Regions from separate parts of the Ovis aries genome. Here region 1 is linked to region 2. Evidence: chromatin contacts called from public Hi-C data. All regions are on one chromosome and are shown on one strand. Each heading gives the region's core, a stretch centred on a gene start, on an enhancer-like site or on the middle of the called end of the contact. The rest is flanking DNA. Distances are from core to core; before and after follow the strand shown. Region 1 overlaps LOC132660119 (a long non-coding RNA gene). Region 2 has its middle 83 kb from the start of TRNAF-GAA.

The links. Hi-C and Micro-C count contacts between places; a contact is called where the count stands out from the background.
Region 1: a Hi-C map of blood shows a contact between it and region 2, with 2.5 times the contacts expected there. The contact joins two enhancer-like sites. A contact is called at or near these places in 3 of 16 Hi-C or Micro-C datasets (blood, muscle and omental adipose tissue).

Annotation. Positions count from the first base shown.
Region 1 is chr7:17,379,163-17,385,380 of ARS-UI_Ramb_v3.0, forward strand. LOC132660119 (a long non-coding RNA gene) reads left to right here. Exons shown (of 2, transcript XR_009601341.1): 2 at 1-1,499. It also overlaps a transcript of LOC121819946 not described here. Among named protein-coding and RNA genes, the nearest start is that of UACA, 250 kb to the right of the region's middle. Within about 2 kb of position 3,164, at least 14 of the 54 cell types and tissues checked have an H3K27ac peak or open chromatin away from gene starts, as enhancers often do.
Region 2 is chr7:16,592,239-16,598,136 of ARS-UI_Ramb_v3.0, forward strand. No RefSeq gene overlaps it. Among named protein-coding and RNA genes, the nearest start is that of TRNAF-GAA, 83 kb to the left of the region's middle. Within about 2 kb of position 2,538, at least 14 of the 54 cell types and tissues checked have an H3K27ac peak or open chromatin away from gene starts, as enhancers often do.

The DNA.
Region 1 (6,218 bases), core at 1,914-4,413, 790 kb after region 2:
CCACCCCAGCCCCACAGTCCCCCGCCCGCTCATGCCCCCAGCCCCCAGCCACCCACCTTGCGCAACAGCTGAGCAGGTCCTTTCACTTCCTGGCTCTGCTGGCCGGGGATGAAAAGCCCCTTAAGTCTTTATTTTTTTACAAATTTTTAAAAAATTTTAATAGGAGGCTAATTACTTTACAATATTGTAGTGGTTTGTGCCATACACTGACCTTAAGTCTTCAAATGTCACAACACAGGCTCTATCTGCTCTTCCTATATAACCTCCAGGAAATCTTCCTTACTTGCTTTACACTCCAGTCATATTGAGTCAGTGACTGTTCCCTAAATAAGCCAAGTTTTTACCAGGCAGGGGATAGATGGCCCTTTTCCTCCTGCCCCAGGGTAAAGCCATTGGAGATTCATTCCCTGTGGATTAGAATAGCAGGACAATTAAGGGAGAGGCTGGGCCCTGCCCGGACCACATGTTTCTTATTCTCAGAGTCAGAAGACCCCCTGGGACACACGTGTGCAGAAAAGTTCCTTGGAGATCAAAGGGGGAGTGATGTCAAGAGATGCTCTACCCACAGGCTTTTCAGTAAAATCCATCTTAGCTAAGAGATGCCTTCACATACATGGAAGGAAACTGAGATACACCAAATATGGACTGCTGCTAAGTCACTCCAGTCATGTCCGACTCTGTGCGACCCCATAGACGGCAGCCCATCAGGCTCCCCCGTCCCTGGGATTCTCCAGGCAAGAACACTGGAGTGGGTTGCCATTTCCTTCTCCAGTGCATGCAAGTGAAAAGTGAAAGTGAAGTTGCTCAGTCGTGTCTGACCCTCAGTGACCCCAGGGACTGCAGCCTTCCAGGCTCCTCCATCCATGGGATATTCCAGGCAAGAGTACTAAAGTGGGGTGCCATTGCCTTCTCTGAAATATGGACTGAGAAGCAAGCAAATCAAAATGACTGACCTCAGGAAACCTGGAAGAAATGCCCCATAAAAGTAATTCAAACTGCCATGAGAGTGAGCCTCAGGGGCTTTCCGTCTGAGTCTGCCCGTGTGTCTAGCCACAGGTTGTTTTTGCTGTTCAGTCGTGTCCTCTTTGCAACCCCATGGACTGCAGCACACCAGATTTCTCTGTCCTTCGCTATCTCCCAGAGCTTGCTCAAACTCACGTCCAGTGAGTCAGTGATGCCATCCAACCATCTCATCCTCTGTCATCCCCTTCTCCTTCTGCCCTCAATCTTTCCCAGCATCAGGGTCTTTTCCAGTGAGCTGCGTCAGGGGGCCCAAGTATTGGAGCTTCAGCTTCAGCATTGGTCCTTCCAATGAACATTCAGGGTTGATTTCCTTTAGGATTGCTTGGTTGGATCTCCTTGCAGTCCAAGGGACTCTCAAGAGTCTTCTCCAGCACCACAGTTCAAAAGCACCAATTCTTTGGTGCTCAGCCTTCTTTATGGTCCAACTCTCACACGTACTGTACTCTTTTCCCTCAATAAATAATTTACTTGCTTCATTACTTTCCATCTTGGTGGGAATTCCCACAAAGTCCCCAGTCCACTGCACTCCCAACCTTGTCCTCCAGGGACACATCTAAAGCCCCAGCTCAAGGGTTCTCCCTGTGTCAGAGGGGCTGTGCCTGCTTCTGGTGGAGTGCCACGCAGGGTGGCACCCACCTGCTGACATGACACAACCCCCACCAAGTCAAGTTCCTGGAGGGAAGAACCAAGCAAGGAAGCAGATGGAGGGAAAGGGAGATGGCTTCTCACCTGGAAGATGGGGTCAGTGCCTCTTTGTTGAGATTGGCATAAAACTTTAATAACACATGCAAAGCACAGTGCCTGGGATGTAATAGATGCTTCAAAAATATTTTTGGACAAAATTAAGGAATGAAGGAGGCGGTGAATGGTGTCCGCAAGGAGAAGAAATTGGAGAGGAGAGAAACTGGGGGCAGGAAGGGAGAAAGCAAATTCTTAATAAGCAACTATTTCATACCAGGCACGGTCCCAGGCTCCAGATATACTCAGTGATGAAAAAAAAAAAAAAACAACAATCATATTACTGCATCCATGAACATGCAATCTAGGGGGAAGACAGAGCTCGGTCTTAGCCCCACTGTGGGGTGTAGGCACTGTCATTCTAAGGCTTTATTATTCACTTCCCTTGGCCTCCAAGATCAAGGTCAATCTCCTGAGCTTGCATTTATGGAGTCAAGATAGATAGACCATGCTTGTGTGCACGCATGCCTGCTAAGTCGCTCCAGTCGTGTCTGACTCTTTGCAACTCTATGGACCATCGCCCACCAGGCTCCTCTGTTCAATGGATTCTCCAGGCAAGGACACTGGAGTGGGTTGCCATGCCCTCCTCCAGGGGATCTTAATGGCCCAGGGATCGAGCCAGTGTCTCTTACACCTCCTGCAATGGCAGGCGGGTTCTTTACCACTAGTGCCACCTGGGAAGCCCAGATGGTCCATGCTGTGTAACAAATAGCCCCCCAGATTTCAGTAGCTTACAGGAGTTTGTCATTCAGGCAAATCCACACCGGTCCAGGCATGATCATGCCTGTGTTTTGGGCTGCTGTGCTCCGGTGACACCTCCATGCGTCACGGCCTGTTTCTTTTCTGCTCAAGTTGGTAAGGTTGAAACCGTGACCCATTCCAGGGCCCTTCCTCTGAGCCTCTGCACATCTTCCTCTCCCTGGACAGAAGACACTGCCATCCGCTCCCACCGGCAGATCCCGGAGGATCCCACGAGTCTGACATACGGAGCTCGGCCGTGCTATAGGTTCAGAAAGAGAGGAGGAGAGCAGGGCACTAGCCACGTTTCCCTGAGGACTCATCCTCTCCACCTGAGAAATGGGCAGAATTGTTCCTGCTGCTGTGGATGGGGAGTAGGAGGCCTCTTTCTACCTCTGGGAAGAATCCACCCCCTGAAGTCCTCACAGTCCTTGCAGACAGTTTCTACCCACGGGCAGCTGTAGGCTGTGAAGCAGAGAGAGGAAAGAAATTGGCCTTGAGGTTGGAAGCCCTCAGCCCGTGGCCACAACATGTCAGCTAAAGGGGAAGCAAGCCATGGAGTTCAAAATAGAGAAAGAAGAGGAAACGAAACCAGCTCATCTCCCAGTCCCCACCGCCCTCGCCCCTGCAGTGCATTAGAGGGTGAATCAGCTTGTGCTCTTCATTTCTTTCCCTCTTGAAGGTAGTGGTAGAGCTGGGGGTGAGTAAGCTGTATGGTTCCCCAATGCGGTTGCGGTCAAGGTCACTGGACACTTGGTTCAGCCCCCTCTCAGGCCCGTGAGAATGAGTTCCACATCCTCTCACACCAACTCCATTTCCCCTCCGCCCCCCCACCGCCCCTGGCAATCCCCTTCTGGCTTTTGCTTCCCTCTCCCAAGTCCAAGTCAAAGCACAGTCCGCCCCAGCCCCTAGCCCACTGGCCCAGCCAGCCCCTCGCAGAGCACAGGGCATGATCCAAAACCACATCGTGCAACGTGATTCACTCGATCTGTGGAAAGACTGATGCAATTGTGGGTGAGAAGTCATTTCTGCTGATGAGGAAACCACAGTAACCCAGCAGGGGTGAGAGGGCAATCCATCAGGGCAATCGGGACCCACCCCGAGAAAGCACACTACCCAGAGTCCTCGGGCTTCCCGGAGCAACCCAGCCATACCGCAGTGGTGGCCAGGGAACAGAGCAGAAACCCCAGCGCACGGCTCCCACTGGCTGAGGTGCAGCAGGTGTGGGGCTGGGAGGAAGGCCGGGCCCCTGGCAAGGGTGGTCCTGGTTCACACACACCAACTCTTCCAGGGCCCCGCGTGAGCCACCTTTCTGGCTGCACAATATAGAGCCAGACGTGTGAGGTTCTCAGCGGAGGCCAGGGAGCCACGATAAGAGAAGTCTCCTCTGGATCCGATGCCTGGACCAAAGATGACAACCGTCTTGCGGCTCACTCCACTGCCCTGAAAGCATCTGTGTCTGCCTCTAGTGAAAGAGCCCCCACAGCCAGAGCGGGTGCCCAGAAACACCCTGAGCTGAATCTGAAGTCCCAGGCGCCAACAGCCCAGCACACCCGCTCTGGTTGTCTGATCTACTGCTCATGTGCATGGGCCAACAAGCCCAGTCAGCCTCCTGCCCAGTGAGCCCTGAGCTTGTGCCCCCAGCTATGCGTGATCAAGGCAGAGACTGCCCCTCTCTGGGCGGTGGCACCCTGACCCTCCTCACAGCTTGGTGCTTACTTCCAGAAGTTGGCAAGGGATCACGTGGTGTGTCTCGCTATTGCCCCCACCCTGGGTTCTTTTCATCTATTCTTTATCATCTGGGTAGTTCGTGCTCAGGGTGGGTCTCCACCTTCAAACATAAACCATTCTAGACAGATGCTAGAGACATTAGAACTGCCAGAAAGCAACACATCAGCTCACCAGATCAACAGACCCATGAAAGGGAGGCCTTCTTTCTTTTTTTAAAAAAATATTTTATTTTGCTGCACTGGGTCTTAGTTGCGGCACATCAGACCTTTGATGTTTAGTTGCCACGTGCGGGATCTAGCTCCTTGTCCGGGGATCGAACGCAGACCCCCTGCATTGGAATTGAGGAGACCTAGCCACTGAAAGTCGAAGGGAGGCAGGGAAATCCCAAGTGAGGCATTCTTATCCCATTCCACTGCAGAAGGAGCCAGGGCTCAGAAGGCAATATAACCCACAAGGACACCAGTAACTTGGCAGAGAGCAGCCCAAACTCTCTCCAAACTCCCTGCTCAGAATTCTCTCCAGATTCCAGCTACCTACTAACTCAGCTTCCTTCATGGGGGTCTCTCGATGAGGGCCAAAGAGATGAGGAGTCCTCTAAGAAGCGCCAAGCAAAATATGAAAGGAGAAAGCTGGGCAGTTCACCCTTCACATCTGTAGGTCACTGACCCACAGGGCCAAGAACCATATCAAATACAGGCTACTGCCCCATCCTTATGCCCTCCCACCCCCAACTGCCCCCCTCCCCCACACCACCACCCCCCCAGGCTGAAGGGCCCCTGGAGCACCATAAAGGCTGAGCTCAGCCATCCATGTGCAAGCCTGACCCCTGGTGCCATAACCTGGAACTGCATGGACAGCCAAGGAGGCCCAAGAGGTCAAGAAGCTTGGCACTCACAGTGGAGCCAAGCACTGAGCCTCAGAGCTTTTGAATATGACCACCCCAGGCTACAGGGTCTTGATAATCAGCCCCCTCACATGGCCAGTTCTTGGAATATGCTCATGAGTCACAAATCTCATAATGACCTATGAGGCAGATAGAGTTTTAGCCCCTTTCTACAGATGAATAAACTGAGGCCACAGCAGTGAGAAAAAACTCCCCAACTTACAGTTAGGAGGTCAATGACAGATCCTACACTTGAACCCAGCTTTTCTAATTTAAAAGACCACCCCCTCCAATTTTCCTAAAATCTCCACCCCTTGGGTCACTAAAGGTAGAAAAGAGATAGGAGAATATGGCTTCTAGGACACCCCACATACATCAAGTAGATTTATGTTGGAAAAATAAATGTATTTAAAATTCATGTCTTTATTTGAAATTAAAGAGTTTATTTAAACTAATGGTACTTAAACACGCTTATGTAAAATAACATACTTGCAAGATAGCTTTCCACCTGCTCCTAATAGCCCAGGAACACAGGACAGTTGATCTAATAAATATCACATCTAGAGGGGGTGAACAGGACTAAGACTGCTAGATTTAGCAAATAAAAGTACGGACTGTGCAGTTACATTTAAATTTCAGATAAGCAATGAATCCGCTACTGGGGACATATTCATGCTACAAAGAAAAAGAAAAAAGATTTGTTGTTTGTATAAATTCCAGTGTAACTGGATGTCCTCTGTTTAATCTGGCAATCCTAGACTAGGTGCTACTGGGGATGGGAGAGGACTGAAGCTAGATTGGGGGTTCCAGGAACAGTTTGGAGGCCTGTTAACCAGTGAGGGGTGAGGAGGGGGAGAGGCGGTGAAGTTGGAGATCCAGGCAGAAATTTGGAAGCTGCTCAGGGTTTTGGGTCCAGCAGTGACATGATAATGTCCTTCTTTTCTTACAGATTATTCTGACCCCACATGGAATATAAGAAAGAGGGAGTAGGGACTTCCCTGGCAGTCCAGTGGTTAAGACTTCGCACTTTCACTGCAAGACGCAGGAGTTGGATCCCTGGTTAGGAAAATAAGATCCCGCATGTCATGCGGCCAAATTTTATTTA
Region 2 (5,898 bases), core at 1,288-3,787:
AGATGTCAGACTTGAACTCAGATCCTTTGACTCCAAGGGATGGATTTTAAAGCAAAAGAGCACGGCTTTTCTGGGCACTAGAAGCTAGGGCTGAAATCCGTTCACACGCTCCTTGGTCCCTGAGGAACTTTCACTTTCAGCCTGCACACTTGTGTAGGGGGAGGTGTTACAGGGAGGGGAAAGCTCTGAACTGCTTCGAGGCAAGAGGGTTTTCTGGGGAAAAGCCAGGGACCGGAGGATAGAATGCTGGAGTGGAGGCCTCAGCTCTTTGACCCACTTCATGTCTGTGAAACCTCAGCTTCCTCATCTGAAAATGGGAGGAAAGACATTGATATCCACCTTAAAGGATGTCTGTGAGGACCCAGTAGAGGATGGGATGAAAATGTTTGGAAAACCCCATGAAAGCTGAAGCTCTCATTTCAAGTAACAATGCTTCAGCTAAAGTAACAGAACAGACAGCTCCAGGGGTTTTACCAGCCAAAGCTCTCTTTTTCTCATGAAGTAAGAAGTCCCTGGTGAGTCATATAGGGCAGGGCAGAAGGATAATAACGCCATGGAGGGCCTGGCTTCTTTCTGTTTTTCTGCTCCATCTTCATCCTCATGCAGTTACCTTGTAAGCACAAGGCGGCTGCTGCACCTCCAGGCCTCATGTTCAAGTTCCAAGCAGGAAAAAGAAGGGAGAAGGAGAAAGAGTTGGTGTCTATAGCAGGAGTGCAGACATTGTCTTAGAAATCCCGTAACTCACTGGCCAGAACTGTAATAAAAATGCCAGCTTCTATACACAGGAGCCTGGGGATGTGAGGATTTGTGGCCAGGCACAGCATCACTCTGATCAAATCCAGGGATTGAGCGGAAGAGGGGAAGCCAGAATCCATGATGGATGGAAGCTGGCTGTAGTGCCCGTTATGGCTCTGCTGCTGCCATGGGGGCTGAATTCACAGGGATCCTTTACATTCAGTCACTGGGTTGGGGTGAAGGCAAATCAGTAAATCCTTTGAGGAAATGAGGAAGTGCAGTATCCTATTGTCAGAATGGGAAACAGAGTCAGGCTGGGTGAATGCTGAACAAGCAGAAGGGTGACTGTTGCTGTGGGTCTGGGAGGCTGAGGGTAGAGGTTCAGGGCCCCCCCCTCTTCCACCCCGTCCTTTTTCTCATTTGTTCAGTTTCATGAGTCCTGTTGACTGAGGCTGGGAGAACTGAATCCGGGGAGCTCATTTCTAGCCACTGTGTTTGTATATGTCTCCACCCGAAGATGTCTAACCACAGACTTCCTCTTGACTCCTGGCAACAGAGAGAAAACAAAACCACAGCAGCTTTCATTGCTGAAAACACAAAACTGACTTGTTTGCCTAATAAGCCCTGATGGAAGGGTTTTATTTCTGAGAGGAAATGCTGAAGTCTCCAGTCCAAGGAGCCTCTGGTGGGCAGTCAGATCGCCACAGACTGAAATGTGATGTCCAGGCAGAAGGCAGCCACTAACCCAGGGGTCAGGAGCCCAGGGGCAGGGGCCACATCGCTGACCAGTGGGGCCTGGCCTGATGGACATACTTGCAGAACTGCGCCCTTCACCCAGCCCTGCAATCCTATTAGTCTCTTCAGCCAATTTTGATTTTATGGGATCTGTGTATTTTCTTTTCTCTTATTTTCCATGCTATTAATTTCAGCTATTGATTAACTCCCATTTTGTACTTGCTTTTTCTGTTTGCTTTTCTCATTTCTTATGATGTGTCTTCAGGTCTGTACATATTCCCCCGGAGCTGAGCTTTTTTTTCCGGATCTCATAGGTTTTGGAAATAAAATGTTCCACTTTTTATCTCTTTTTAGATGATTTTTAATTTCAGTTTTAATGTTTCTTTTGATCCATGGGTTATCTAGAAGAATGTTTATTAATTTCCAAGTAGTTAAGAATATTTTCAGCCACATTATGTTTTGTATTTAAAATTTTTGGATTATAGTAATTGACTGTGGCCTGTTAAAACCTCCAATTTTAAATTTAAAAAAAAATTTCTTTTTCTTGTGTCCAAGTATGTGATCACAGTTTTTAAATGTTCCACGGAGAAGGGAAAGGTGAGCTGGTCAGATTGATACAGAAAAAAAAAGTTGAGTTTCAAAATGTCCTGTTTCTGCAGACACATGGCCCAGTTTGAAATCTCTGTCCCTTATCAGCTGCTGTGTGCCTGTCCATAAAGAAGACAGAATTTTTCTGCACTTGCTTTCCATCTTTAAAATGGGGATATTCCATCTCCTCACCTTGCTGTGACAATTGTTATGAGATTGTGTATGTAAACATGCCTGGCACAGAGTAGGCACTCCCTAAGTAGAAACGTTGCTGTTTTTGTTGTTTTGTTATTTTTGCAGAAAGGGAGGAGCCTTTTCTGTCTGTGCCCTGAGCTTTATTGCTAACCCAGGACTGTGGTTTATGCTTATTGTGGGGACTAGAAGGAAAGAGGAAACGGATGGCTCAAGGCAGCCGTCACCCTCCCTGTGAGGGGAGGCACCTGCAGCCCAGAAGAATGGGGCCACTTGAACCAGGAAGCACAGCCCTTTGTGGGCAGCAAAGCCAGGCTTCAAACCCAGGCCTCAACGGTCCCTCCCCCTCTGCTGGCAGCTGCTCTGGTTTCTCTCTTGAAAGAAGAGACAGTTGGCCGAAGGCTGGCCTCTGAAGTGCAGGGAGGATTGGAGGCAGTGGTGGGGTGATGACTTCTGGGCTTGTCACGTTACATCGTCATCGTCTGGAAGAGTAACTCCGAGGTCAGGAAGTTCCAAGGGAAGACGCAGAAAAAGTCTACACGGTTGGGTGCTTTGGTGATTACTGTTTCTTTGCTCACTGAGGAGGGGGATGGGGGCGGGGGAAAGCTAGGCTTGATCTGCAGGAGGCGCTCCAGAAGGTGTTTGCACTCCTCTGGGTTTCAGTCCTTCATGCCAGTCTGCCATGCTGCCCTAGCCTAGATACTGACCCCAACAAAGGTTGGTCCTCCCTGGGACCCAATCTTCTCTGCAGGAGCTATCAGGGGCAGGAGTCTGATGTTATTGACCAGGGTGGCTCAGCTGCATGGATGTGCTTATGGAAACTGGAGGGACTGGGGTACAGCCTGAGCTGCACTGTGGAGGCTTAATTAAGAAGTAAGGCAAAACGGGATATGGGGTTGGCTATGCCCACCAGCTGACATCTGAGACGGGCTGGCACTGTGCCCTGGGGCACACAGAAGGCATGGGACCTTCTTTATGGTGGGAGGTTGGGGAGGGGAGGAAACTGCAGGACAGGATTACAAGGTAGAGGGTGGCTGAGTTTTCTTATTGGAGGCCAGGGCATTGAGCTTACAAGAAAAGGACCACTTCTTGGTCAAGGATTCCCTATATCTGGAAGCATCATGTAACTATGCTGTGCATGGACCATGAGCAGACAAGGATACAGACACAGCAGCGCATGGCTAAAGCACATATGTGGACATATCTGGGCAGCCAGTCCCTGACCTTAGACATGGTACCTGCTGTGGGTAAGGCTTGGGATTACAGGCTAATTCTAGTGGCTCTTCCATATGCAAATTAAAATATATGGCTCTCTCATGATGATTATAAAAATTAAGTCACTGTGTGAAAAAGTGCTTTCAAAACATCACAAATACAGAAGAAAGTTATGGAGTATAGAATTTGGTTAGAAATGCTTGCTGATTCTCTAATCTGCTCACAGCCCTTTGTTAGAAGCTGTAGAGGAATCAGGTGCAGTTAGGTCTTACGCTTTCTCAATTGAAACGCTTTATAAACATCATCTTCCCGCCTTCTTCCTTCAACACACTTTAATTATGCACCTAGTATACGCCAGGTTTTGGCAAGGAGCTGAATAATCTAGTGATCATTGTCTACTAGGGAGAGACATGAGCAAGTGGGTGGGTCTGGAGCCCAGTGTGGTAGCCAGGGACTGTCACAGACAGACGGAGGCGTTCTGTGGGCACGAGGCGGGAGGCCACAGGCAACAAGCCCAGGAAGGCTCCTGGAAAGCTTCAGGTGAAGGGGGACGTGGAGGTGGATCTTGACAAAGCAGCCAGAATGAGGAATTGAGTCCTTACAGGGAACCAGGGCAGAAGAAACAGCATGCATGGAGGCATGGAGGTGAGAAACTCATGTGCACCAGGGCATCAGTGAACCTCGCCCCTCTGAGCCTCAGGGCTGTCGTCTCTAAAATAGGAATAGGTGACGAGCATTCTCTTGGGAATCTATGTCCTTGGTCAGAAGGAATAGCCAGAAGGTGGCATGGGTGGGTGGACAGAGGCCAGTTTACACTGAATCTGGCACTGGAGAGACCCAGAGAATAGGTTGTGATCCTAGCCATTGCAGAGCCCCACAGTATCTTTTCTTAGAAGTCAAGGAAGGAAAATCTGGTCTGTTTTGATAAATTAAGCAAGGCCAGGAAATATGGGAGTGCAGGGGAGGAGCCCTCAGCCCAGCCTGCGAAGTTAGAGTTTTCCTGGAAGCAATGTGTGCAGAACTAGCGGCCTTCCTAAAACTCAAGGGGAGATGAGCACAGCAAAGAAGGAAGCACAGGAAAGTCCAGGCGGAGGGAACAGAATAGGCAAAGGCATGGAGGTGAAAACCAAGACATGAAATAGAAATGGGGGGTGGGGTGCGTGATGGGGCTGCAGGAAGTGGACATGAATGCTGTGTCAGGGAACTTGGACTTTATCCCATATGCAGCAGGGAGCGTTTGAGAATGAGAGGCACAAAGGAAAGGATTACTTAGGCTCTGCCACCAGTAGGGCAGTTGTGAGTGGGCCAAGGGGAGGCAGGTTGCAGAAGCCCTAGACGCCAGCATGTCTAGATGGGGCCTAGCATGAGCACCATGCAGATTCTGCTCTTCCCCACACAACCCACCGTTGATCCACAGAGGGTGGGGCCCAGGGCCCTGAGAACTCCTTTGCAGGGTGGGGTCTTCAGAGCAGCCCTCTGGGAGGATTCTTGTTCAGTCACTAAGTTATGTCTGACTCTTTGCAGTATGCCAGGCTTCCCTGTCCTTCACTATCTCCCAGAGTTTGCGCAAACTCATGTCCGTTGAGTCAGTGATGCCATCCAATCATCTCATCCACTCTGAGGAAACCCTCCTCGAATCCTGATGGTCTAGCTGGGGCCCCTGGGTTGCAAAGGACTACTGTTTGCTCAAGGAAAATGATGACCTCGTGGGAAGGATATGGCCGTATTAAAAAAAAAAAACAAAAAACCCAAGGGTGAAAAATCCATCCCTGCCACTGAGGAACTAGAATCAGGAACTGCAAAGCCATGCCTGTATCCTTCCCGCCTCACTCCCCCAAGCTTCTCTTCCTCTTTTTCCTTTCCATTTCCAGCCGGCTTCCTCTGTTTGCAGGAGCACAAAGCTGCCCCAGCTCCTGTTTCCTGCTGCCCAGTGTCCCATAGAGGTGGAGGGGAGGATCTGGGTTCTAAACTCCCAGGGGAGTGTCTGATTGGCTAAGATCAGGCAGCAGTCTGGGGACCTCAGGGTAATGCCCCCAAAGGGAATGTCTCCTGGCAGCATGGCCCCAGAGCCCTGCCCTCTGTGGGGGTGCTGGGGGTGGTTCTTAGGAGAGGGGTGCTGGCCCTGGATTAGCCCCTAAAGGTTGTCTAGTCTCTGTAGACCCTTACCTTGGGGACTGGTGGTGGTTTGTTGCTTAGTCATGTCTGACTCTTCTGACCCCATGGTCTGAGGAACCCCAAGTTCCTCTGTCCATGGGATTTCCCAGGCAAGGATACTGGAGTGGGCTGCCATTTCCTTGTCCAGGGAATCTACCCAACCCAGGAATCAAACCCAGGTCTCCTGCATTGCAGGCAGACTCCTACACTTCAGGTGGATTCTTTATCAACTGAGCTACGGGGGAAGCCCCACATTCAGTAATGTCAGTCAAAGGGCAT